Regions from separate parts of the Mus musculus genome. Here regions 2 and 3 are each linked to region 1. The links are chromatin contacts, called in public HiChIP or PLAC-seq and promoter capture Hi-C maps. All regions are on one chromosome and are shown on one strand. The core of a region is the stretch at or near the end of the contact, and the rest is flanking DNA. Distances in the headings are between cores, read along the strand shown. Region 1 holds the start of Sectm1b (secreted and transmembrane 1B). Region 2 holds the start of Ccdc57 (coiled-coil domain containing 57). Region 3 holds the start of Cybc1 (cytochrome b 245 chaperone 1).

Region 1 (3,230 bases), core at 604-3,103:
CACACATTTTTAATGTCTTTTTCCGGGTGTAGTTGCACCTGGCTTTAATCCTAGCACTCTGGAGGAACAGACAGCAGAAAATAACAAAGAAGATAGGGCTGTCTGCCAAGCTGCTGAAAGCCCTGCTGCCAAGTCTAACTGCTGGGTTTGATCCTTCGGATCTACGGAGCTGAAGGAGACAAACTTGAAGTTTGATTCTCCACAGCTAGTGTGGCTCTGGCTTTTCTCCAGAGTCCTAGCTGCTCCATATCATGTCCTAACACGAGAGTTCTCAGCCTTCTTCCAGCGGACTTGGGTTATGTGCCACCCTTGTGAGGGTGAGATCCTCAAGAGGGAGAAGATGGCATTATTTCTCTTTCAGGCCTCTATTTTGTCTGTGGACCCAGATCCCAGCCACCTTGTCTCTCAGGCCCTGGGAACTTCTGGGTTTTTCCCAGCTATAACAGGACCTCTTTACTTAAGTCAACAGAATGACCAGAAGTAGGCTGAATCTGTGTCCACCTTGCTTGCATCTGTGTTCTTTTGGCTCCAGCTCATGATCAGCTCTGCATATAAGTATGGCAGTTACTCAAGGAGCCTTTGTCTAACGCCCATGAACTCCTCATGGCTGAGGAGACAAAGAACGGGAGTCTCTGAAGCATCTGTTGGCTTTCGTAGTGTCATGTTCCAGATCCCCCCGAAATGCATGAAAAGTCTCTAGTCATTGTTCTTAGTTTGCAGTGATCCAGGGTGTCAGAATAACATTCTCACAGATCCCTTAACACAGTCACCCCAGCAGGAGGAGCCACCTTTTCGGAACCCCATTATCCCTCAACCAGGACTTATTGGCAGCACCCTATCAGAACTGAGATAGTGATCAACCAGACTACGCTGTGACCAGGACTTCTTAACGATGTAGACCCTTCCCACTCCTCTATTTAAGCCCAAAGCTCATGTTAGTACCTTAAAGATGGGTTGACAGACTTTGTTGCCATTCTTGCCCAAGGACTGTGTGGGTTAAGTCCCTTCCCTGTATTTTTATTTGATTCCTTAGGGGAGATCTCTGTTTCAGGACTCAGCTGGCACAGCCAACATGGTATGTCACCTTTCTGACACTCCCTTCCCAATGCCTTTGCTGGATCTCCTGATGGAAATGATGCCATGACCTATGTCCACCAGTTATGAGTGCTGAGCCCCAAAGGAGATAGAAGCAGATCTGACCCCATCCCATGCAACACAATGGCCTTCAGCTCAGCTGGGAGTTGCATGCATGGAGCCTCAAGGATTTTGCAGAAGAAAGTCACAAGAAGAACCTTCAACCCCACAGCCAGACGTTGGCTTCTACTTATGTTAAGATGAGACCCAAACAACAGGACCCACACAGGTCACTGACTGAGCATAACATAGAGTCTTGATTCTCTGAGTGACCAGCCTCAGAAATTCACCCGTGTCAACTGCAGCTCACCTGTGTGCACCAAATCCCTCCCCCTGGCTTACGTACTCATGATCAGATGACAAGAAAGAATGCTCTGTTCTCTTCTTCCCATTCAGTTCACACCGAAGAACCCAGCTGCTGCACCTGCTCCTCCTGGAGCTTGGTGGGAGGCACCTGGAGAGACACAGATCCACTCTGCTCCTGATGTCCAGGGTGCCTGGACACTCCTCAGCCTCACCTTTACTCTGGACAAATCACTGAGACACAGGCATCCAATAAACAGAGGGTCCCAGAGAGGCTGCAGCCAGGGACACCCTGCCTGAGGGTCTCACCCCACATGCTTTAGAGCCCCAACACTCTGGGTGCCACCTCCCCTCCAGTTCTCACCTGCATGTGTGCTCCAGCTTCTTACCTGCTTCTCTGGCAATGAACTCTGGTGTAGCCCTTGCTGAGCTCATCCTGACCTGAGGGCGTGTCAGGGAGGAGGCGGTCCAAGTACCACCCGTTCTCATACCCAAGGGACTGCATTAATCCAGGAAGAAAACAAACTTCGGGAAAGAGTGTCATTTGCAGGAACTACCCTGAGTCCACACAACAGTGATGAGTTTCTGAGTGACTCCTTCATTAAAACATTTTAATTGAAAGCGGCTTTTAGCTACTTGCCTTAGGAGCACGGGAAGAAAGTCTAGGCTTTTCCTAGGCTAGTCATGGCTGCGGTCAGTGTTTGATTCAGGGCTCAGGGACTGCTCATTTAGGGGGACTTGTCTCCCTGCATGGGACATCACAGGCAAGAAGACTCTGGGCAACCACACAGGGAAAGGCAGGAGCCTAGTGCCCACACTGGACACAGTGCATGGGCTCCACATTCACAGGGTTCCCAGATATCCCTAGTGCCAACGTTAGAGAGAGGATCAGATAACCATGATCCCATGATTGTAGTATCCCTCCGGCAAGGCTTAGGCTACCAGACCGGAGGTAGGGGTCCTTGGGATGGTGGGGCAAGGATGTCCTGTGGTAAGGAATCTTGAAGGGCAGCTAAAGGTTCCGTGTCTCACCCCAAACATTAAAACACCTTTGTTGTCTCAGTGAAAACTCACCGTGAAAGTGAAACTAGGTGATTTGTTTTGAAACCACAAGGCAGGGACAACAACATTACAAGTCTTTCCCAGTGACAGTTCCAACTCTGAGGTCAGTGTCTACAGGTGATGATGCAGCTTAGCCTTCTGGAGAGTCTGTGTGCAAAAATCCCACCCCGGTGTGTACACGGTCTCAGTGTGTATACAGTCCTGCTGTGGTCTCACTGGCAGACACAGCTGCTTGTGTCCTAGCTCCACTAGGAGTCACCTTCTGCACATTCTCTGATCAGAAGTTGTGACATCTCCTGTCTCACCCACAGAGTTTTCAGAGATTTATGCTCCAAGGTCACTCTCAATTTCCTCAGCAGGATCTGCTGAGAATTTAGGAGTGCTGGGTATCTATTTCCTGTTGTCCTCTGTCCTCTGTGGCTTAATCCTATTTTTAATTTCTCTCTCTCTCTTTCTCTCCCTCTCTCCCCCCTCTCTCTCTCTTCCCCCTCTCTCCCCCTCCCTCCTTCTTCCCCTCCCTCCCATCTTCTCCCCTCCCCTTTGTGTGTGTGTGTCCTACCTTAGGCACTATTCACAGTTTTGAAGCAGGGTCTTTTGTTGGCCTGGCTTTCACCAGGTATGCCAGTGAGTCTGAGAGAGCGGTACCTCCTCAGTGCTGGAATTATAACTGTGCACATCATACTCAGCTTTTAATTTTTTTTTTTTACACTGGTTCTGGGGATCAAACTTGG
Region 2 (2,913 bases), core at 221-2,720, 130 kb before region 1:
CTTTGGTCATGGCGTCTCTTCATAGCAACAGAACAGTGACTAAGACAGTGGGCTTATACTGGACTATTCCTGAAGCCAATGAAATTCCTGCCTGGTTCTCATGGAGCAGTTTCATAAAAGATTCCAGGATACAGGTGGAAGGGCAGTGACCTCTGAGGTCCTCCCTGTGGGGACATCAATGATCTCCATCTCTTCATGACTAGCCCATCCCTTGGAGTCGCTGTTATCCTCCACCTGCTATTCCCAGGGAGGACCGACCTGTACCCAGGCAGGAGCCCTGGAGAATACAGCCTGTTCTTGTTTCCTGCAGCTCTCCCTGGGCCCCAGCTGCCAGAGCAGTGATTGAAACCTACACTGATGCCGATTCTAAATAAAGACTGCTGGAAACTGGATCCCACTTCAGTCCGAATGGTCTGAATGGCCTTTGATTCAGTTAACTTGTGATTCTTTTTCTGCACCCAACATAGCAAGAATAAAACATGAAATCAAAAGAAAAAAAAAAATCAGGAAGCTTTCACTGACGTATGCTAAAATTAGTAGCTGAAAATATGGTTAAAAGCAAGACTTTTACACAGTCAAGCACCTCCCCAAATGGTGTTTATTATTTACAATAAGAAAATAGAAACCTGGGGGCTGGTGAGATGGCTCAGTGGGTAAGAGCACCCGACTGCTCTTCTAAAGGTCCTGAGTTCAAATCCCAGCAACCACATAGTGGCTCACAACCATCTGTAGTAGGATCTGATGCCCTCTTCTAATGTGTCTGAAGACAGCTGCAGTGTACTTACATATAATAAATAAATAAATCTTAAAAAAAAAAGGAAAGAAAACAGAAACCTTGTTATTTATTTAGATTTTAAGACAGAGTCTCTACATAGCTCTGGCTGTCCTGGAACTATGCAGACCAGGCCGGCCTCGAAATAACAGAAATCCGCCTGCCTCTGCCCCCAAATCCTGGGATTTTAAAGCATGTGCCACCATGCCGAGTAGAAAATAATAACTTTATGTTAGCCCCTTGGCAGCCACCACTTAAACCACTCAAACCTTGGCGACGAAAGTATTCCCCAGTAATGGGGCGTTTGCCTTCTGGGAGGCACGAGCGCGCCATTTTCTTGTTTAAAATGTGTAACTTAATTGTGTAAAATATCGGGCCAAGCCAGGATGACAAGTAGTCTACAAGATAATGGACTAATGAAGTCAGTGAGGGACTGAAGCGCTGTGAAGCGCGTGTGGCTAATCACGAGGTAGGCGTTTGGGAGTCTGAGTCAAAGAAAGCTACAGGGGAGCAAGAACCTGATGCGATGACCGTCCACTCACCGCGTGTGCCAGGACGGTCCCAGCGGAATTAGCTTCGTCTCCCGCGTGCGACCTAGAGCTGCGCCAGCTGGGACCCGGGTCTCCAGGATTCCGAGCGCCAGCACTCTCCCGCCCGAACCTACAGCGCGGGCCACGTTACCATAGCGACTGGAGTCAGTAACCTTGGTCCCGGTGCACCCTGAGCGGCGCTCCGATCCCGCCGGGCAGAAACAGGAGTCTCAACACAAAAGAGTTCCGACCTGTGCGCTGGTACCGAAGGAAGAGACGCTTGGGGTTCCGTGGCCTAGCAGACTCCCTGAGTAGTGCGAGCCAGTGAGCAAGGACCTACACCTACGGGGCCCTGTGCCCTCCCCCAGCTGTCCTGAGGGTCCCCAAGGTGCCCATTCTGGAGTCCCAAAGGGCTAACTTCAGCTTAGCAGGAGGTGCCTGTAGGCGGAGGGACTGGGAGCTCAGGGATGGAACCTGCAAGTCGTGGGTGGGAAGTTATTCTGGGACTCAGGTTTTCCCTTTGTAGACTGCACATGAGACTGTAACAAGGGTGCACATGGCAAGAGTGGGTGGAGGTTGCACCTAGGGCATGTCGCCAGGCGGAGAGGGCTAAGTGAAGAAGTTGATCCTCTTTCAGAGCCCTGGGTAAGGCGCAGTCACAAGAAGTCCATCCACGATTTGGTCTGAAACCCCAAGCATCAAAAGGTGAATGATCCTCCAAGACCCCAGCTTTCATGGAGCGTGTCCTGGACTAAGAAGAGTTGGATGGAATGGGGCTGGTTGCTGGGAAGGGCCTGCATGAGCCCCAGGAATTCGTTGTAGGCTCGCCTTTGTCTTTCTTTAAATCCTTAGGTCATCTGAGGGCCAGGGAGATGGCTCTGTGGATGTGTCAGTCTGATGACCTGATTCACACTCTGGGACCCACAGAATGGAAGGAGAGAACCAATTCCCATGAGTCTTCCCTATCCCCCATATGTTATGGTCTGCACGTTCACACAGTCACAAATAATAAAAAGAATGGTATTCTTATCTCTTTATACTGAAGAAGTTAAACTGTGGCCTGGTCCTGGAACTGGCATACACACCTAAACCAGCATAATTCCTAGGGGATGGGGAGTGTCTGGGAATCCCCTCCTCCAGGAGGGCAGTATCAAGAAGTCTAGTCATTCCTACTTTCCTGTCCTATATCCTGCCGTCTTCCTCTACCCGTCAGTCTCTTTCCCTCAACTTGCTGTCCCCACTTCCTGACAGCAAATGCTTGGTGTTTGAACCTTCCCCCAACCAGCTTGTCTTTGTAGCCTTCTTCTCAGCCAGGGAGTCCCCTGAACTTCTAGGGGCCTTCTGTTCTATTAGAAAGTGAGGTAACCTCAACTGCCAGTTCTTTGCTGTCAAATGTAAAACCCTTGCCTTAATTGAGGGGTCCAAGGGTCAGCCCCATTCCACAAGTATGTTCACACCCCTTGTCTCTGCCTCACTCTGTCACAGGAGCTTCCTGTAGTTGGTCTTTGCTACTTTGTGGTTCTTTTTCCCACCCCTGTTTCACCCCACCATCACCAGATAGGAGAGAAAGAAGGATGGGGGGAGAGAGTGGGATAGAGATTCCTGAATCTA
Region 3 (2,797 bases), core at 86-2,585, 170 kb after region 1:
TAAGTGCGCTTATGAAGAGGTCTGAGCCAGGGAAGAGGAAAGATGGGAACCCATGATCACCTGTCACACAGAAGGAAAACTATAGTGACCTCATAAAAAGCAGATAGGCTGGGAGGGCATCTCAGTGTTAAAGAAGTGTGCCCAGCTTGCAAGGCAGGGAGGGTATCTCAGTGTTAGAGTGTGCCTAGCATGCAAGGGGGTCGGTCCTGCATGCCATCTGAAAGAAAAGGCACCCTGAGGGTTAATGAAACATGCTTTATCAAGGCCTTGTATTGAGAACCTCTAATAGAACACAAAGAAGCTGTTTACGTCGCTTTTTAGATTGGGGGTGGGGTGGGGGGTGGGAAGCCTTACCGACCAGCAGGGACCAAGACCGGATGCCTGGAGCCCTCTTCAGATGGAGGCGGGTGCTGGTGCGTGTCTCCACCTGCATATACATTCTTGGAACCTGGGCTCTACTGCACAGCCGACCAGGCTTGGAAAAACACAACTGAAGCCTGCAACCAGTGCACATAGGCAGCACCTCATTAGTCCAGTCAGGAGGCCAGGGGAAGGTCCACAGCAGACCCCGAACACCTTTCTCTTATGAGCCCACTTAACTCACAATTATGTATGGGCATCGGGGCTACACAGCTCACAAATTTGGTGTTGGTCTGAACTCACTTCCAAGCCCCCAGTCTTGTGAACCCTTTTCTTGACTGAACTCTTATCTTTAAGTTGTTCCATTAGTAAGCCCCCTCCCCCTCCCCCGCCCCGACACACACACACACAACTCAGGCTTCCGGCACCTTACCCGAATCTTCCAGAAACAACTCTTCCCACCAAGAACGGGAAGTGAAAGTACCATCGTGTATGAGTCTCTACATTCATAAGCTGTCAGATCCCTGTTATTGACGCCAGACTACCTAACAATGGCCCAAATGCGCCGAATTAATGGGACACTGCGGCAGGACGTCTGGAGATTAACACCCAAGGCCCCAGTTCTGAGTGGCTCCTTGGATTCCCAGGGGCAATCAAGCTTCATACCCTACATCCTCAAGAATCCTAGTTAGGCACATAACTTGCCTCCCTCTGGCTTCAGTTACCAACAAGCTCCACTAGCGGCCCGTTACGCTGGCTCCTCCTCCGGAGTGCACACGCCCGGCTTCCTCAATTTGCCTTGCGCCTGGTCCAGATCCGCAAGCGATGACCCGCACAGGGCTCGGCGGGTCGGAACCCGAAAAGTTGTAGGACACGCACCTATGCGGACAACGAGGGACTTGTAGGAGAATGAGTGGGAGAGAACAGCCCCTCGAACTTCCGGACTTCTGTTCCGCAGACTTCCGGGATAAGAGCTGGGTGGGAACCTCCCAGGGGTGGAGACTGAGTGATTACGCAGTCGGGGGTTGTGCCTTTGTGCTTCACACTCCTGGGGACAGGGACAGGTAGGGCACCTGAATTTAGCCCCTTGGCCAACCAAGAAAGATGTCACTCAAGGAGGTTTCCTAGTTAAGCAGGATATGGGCGTGGTTTAGAAGCCTGGGGAGTGAGTGGATCTGGATTGGGTTTTTTTGTTTGTTTGTTTTTGGGGGGTTTTTTGGGTTTTCCAGACAAGGTTTCTCTGTGTAGCTCTGGCTGGCCTGGAACTCAGAGGGATCTTCATGCTTCTGCCTCCCGAATGCTGGGATTAAAGGTGTGTGCCACCGCCTCCTGGCTAGATCTGTAATTTTCAGGAAATGATAAGAGGTCATATTCACCAGATGCCTAAGGTATAGCAAACATGATCTGACTACCCGAGGTCAATCTAACAAAAGATGCACAATAAATGAAAGTGGGGACATGGCCACTCCTAGGTATTGTTGACGAGTTTCTTATTGTAAATGTGAGGGAAAGCACATATGGAAGCGTCTGGTTGAACATGTCCAGCAGAATAGAGCCATGAGAGGAAAGAGAGAGGGGCAGAGTAAGAGATGAAGAGAGGCGAGATGGAGACAAAAGACCAAGAGGGCAGACAGCACGTAGTCACGATGTCAGATGTCAGCACGTAGTCACGATGTCTGGGTTTTATAGGCAAAGAGAAGTTGGAGGGAAGGGAAGGGAAGGGGAGGGGAGTTGAGGGGAGGGAAGGGAAGGGAAGGCAGGGGCTTGGGCAGGGTTAGAGAGGTCTAGGGTAGTGGGCAAGAGCTGAGGAGTCAGGACTCTGTAACAGGTACTTGCTGAGAGCATGGCCATCATCTACTTTGATGGTCAATAGGCACCTCAGTTAGCCATTTGTCCCCGGTTTCTTTCAGACCTAACACACAATAACTAGTGACGTAAAACCTGGATCACATGTTCCTATTTTGTAGTTTGCCTCCAACATACCTACGATGATCTGTGGGTGCTAGGACGGCATGCTGGAGCAGAGATTTCCATTACTTTACCGTTCTCTTTAGATCTACTTGTTATGGGATTCCTAATTTTATAATGACTTTATAAAAGTACACAGCATGACCCTTGAAGTTTTGTCAATTTATAGTTACAGTATATACTGAGAAAACTGGATGAGGCAGTCTCTCTCTAATATTTACTTATTTATTTTATGTATAGGAATACACTGTAGCTGTCTTCAGACACACCAGAAGAGGGCATCAGATCCCATTGCAAATGGTTGTGAGCCACCATGTGGTTGCTGGGAATTGAACCTCAGGACCTCTGGGAAAGTAGCTAGTACTCTTTACTATTGAGCCAACTCTCGATCCCTGTTTTTTGTTGTTTTTGCTTGTCTGTATGATGTGCGTGTGTGAGTGTGTGCATGTATTTCTGGTTGGCCTGGAAC

The links. HiChIP or PLAC-seq counts read pairs in DNA pulled down with a chosen protein or histone mark. Capture Hi-C pulls out chosen DNA fragments and counts their contacts.
Region 2: a contact with region 1 is called in a promoter capture Hi-C map of adipose tissue. The contact joins the promoter of Ccdc57 here to the promoter of Sectm1b in region 1. A contact is called at or near these places in 8 of 39 promoter capture datasets (embryonic stem cells, hematopoietic stem and progenitor cells, liver and 2 more), 3 of 115 datasets of contacts at active chromatin or transcription factors (the SCID.adh cell line, embryonic stem cells and pancreatic cancer cells) and 3 of 9 other capture datasets (adipose tissue, liver and pancreatic islet).
Region 3: an HNF4G HiChIP or PLAC-seq map of pancreatic cancer cells shows a contact between it and region 1. The contact joins the promoter of Cybc1 here to the promoter of Sectm1b in region 1. A contact is called at or near these places in 1 of 39 promoter capture datasets (the SN4741 cell line), 1 of 115 datasets of contacts at active chromatin or transcription factors (pancreatic cancer cells) and 3 of 9 other capture datasets (adipose tissue, liver and pancreatic islet).

What each region holds. Positions count from the first base shown.
Region 1 is chr11:121,061,716-121,064,945 of GRCm38.p6, forward strand. Sectm1b (secreted and transmembrane 1B) reads right to left here and starts at 1,854. Exons shown (of 5, transcript NM_026907.3): 1 at 1,802-1,854; 2 at 1,481-1,588.
Region 2 is chr11:120,931,402-120,934,314 of GRCm38.p6, forward strand. It overlaps Ccdc57 (coiled-coil domain containing 57), which reads right to left and starts at 1,471. Exons shown (of 19, transcript NM_027745.1): 1 at 1,315-1,471. A430102A20Rik (a long non-coding RNA gene) reads left to right here and starts at 1,463. Exons shown (of 3, transcript XR_880367.2): 1 at 1,463-1,690; 2 at 1,940-2,007; 3 at 2,155-2,611.
Region 3 is chr11:121,227,974-121,230,770 of GRCm38.p6, forward strand. Cybc1 (cytochrome b 245 chaperone 1) reads right to left here and starts at 1,336. Exons shown (of 7, transcript NM_144832.2): 1 at 1,066-1,336; 2 at 355-497. The coding sequence starts at 439.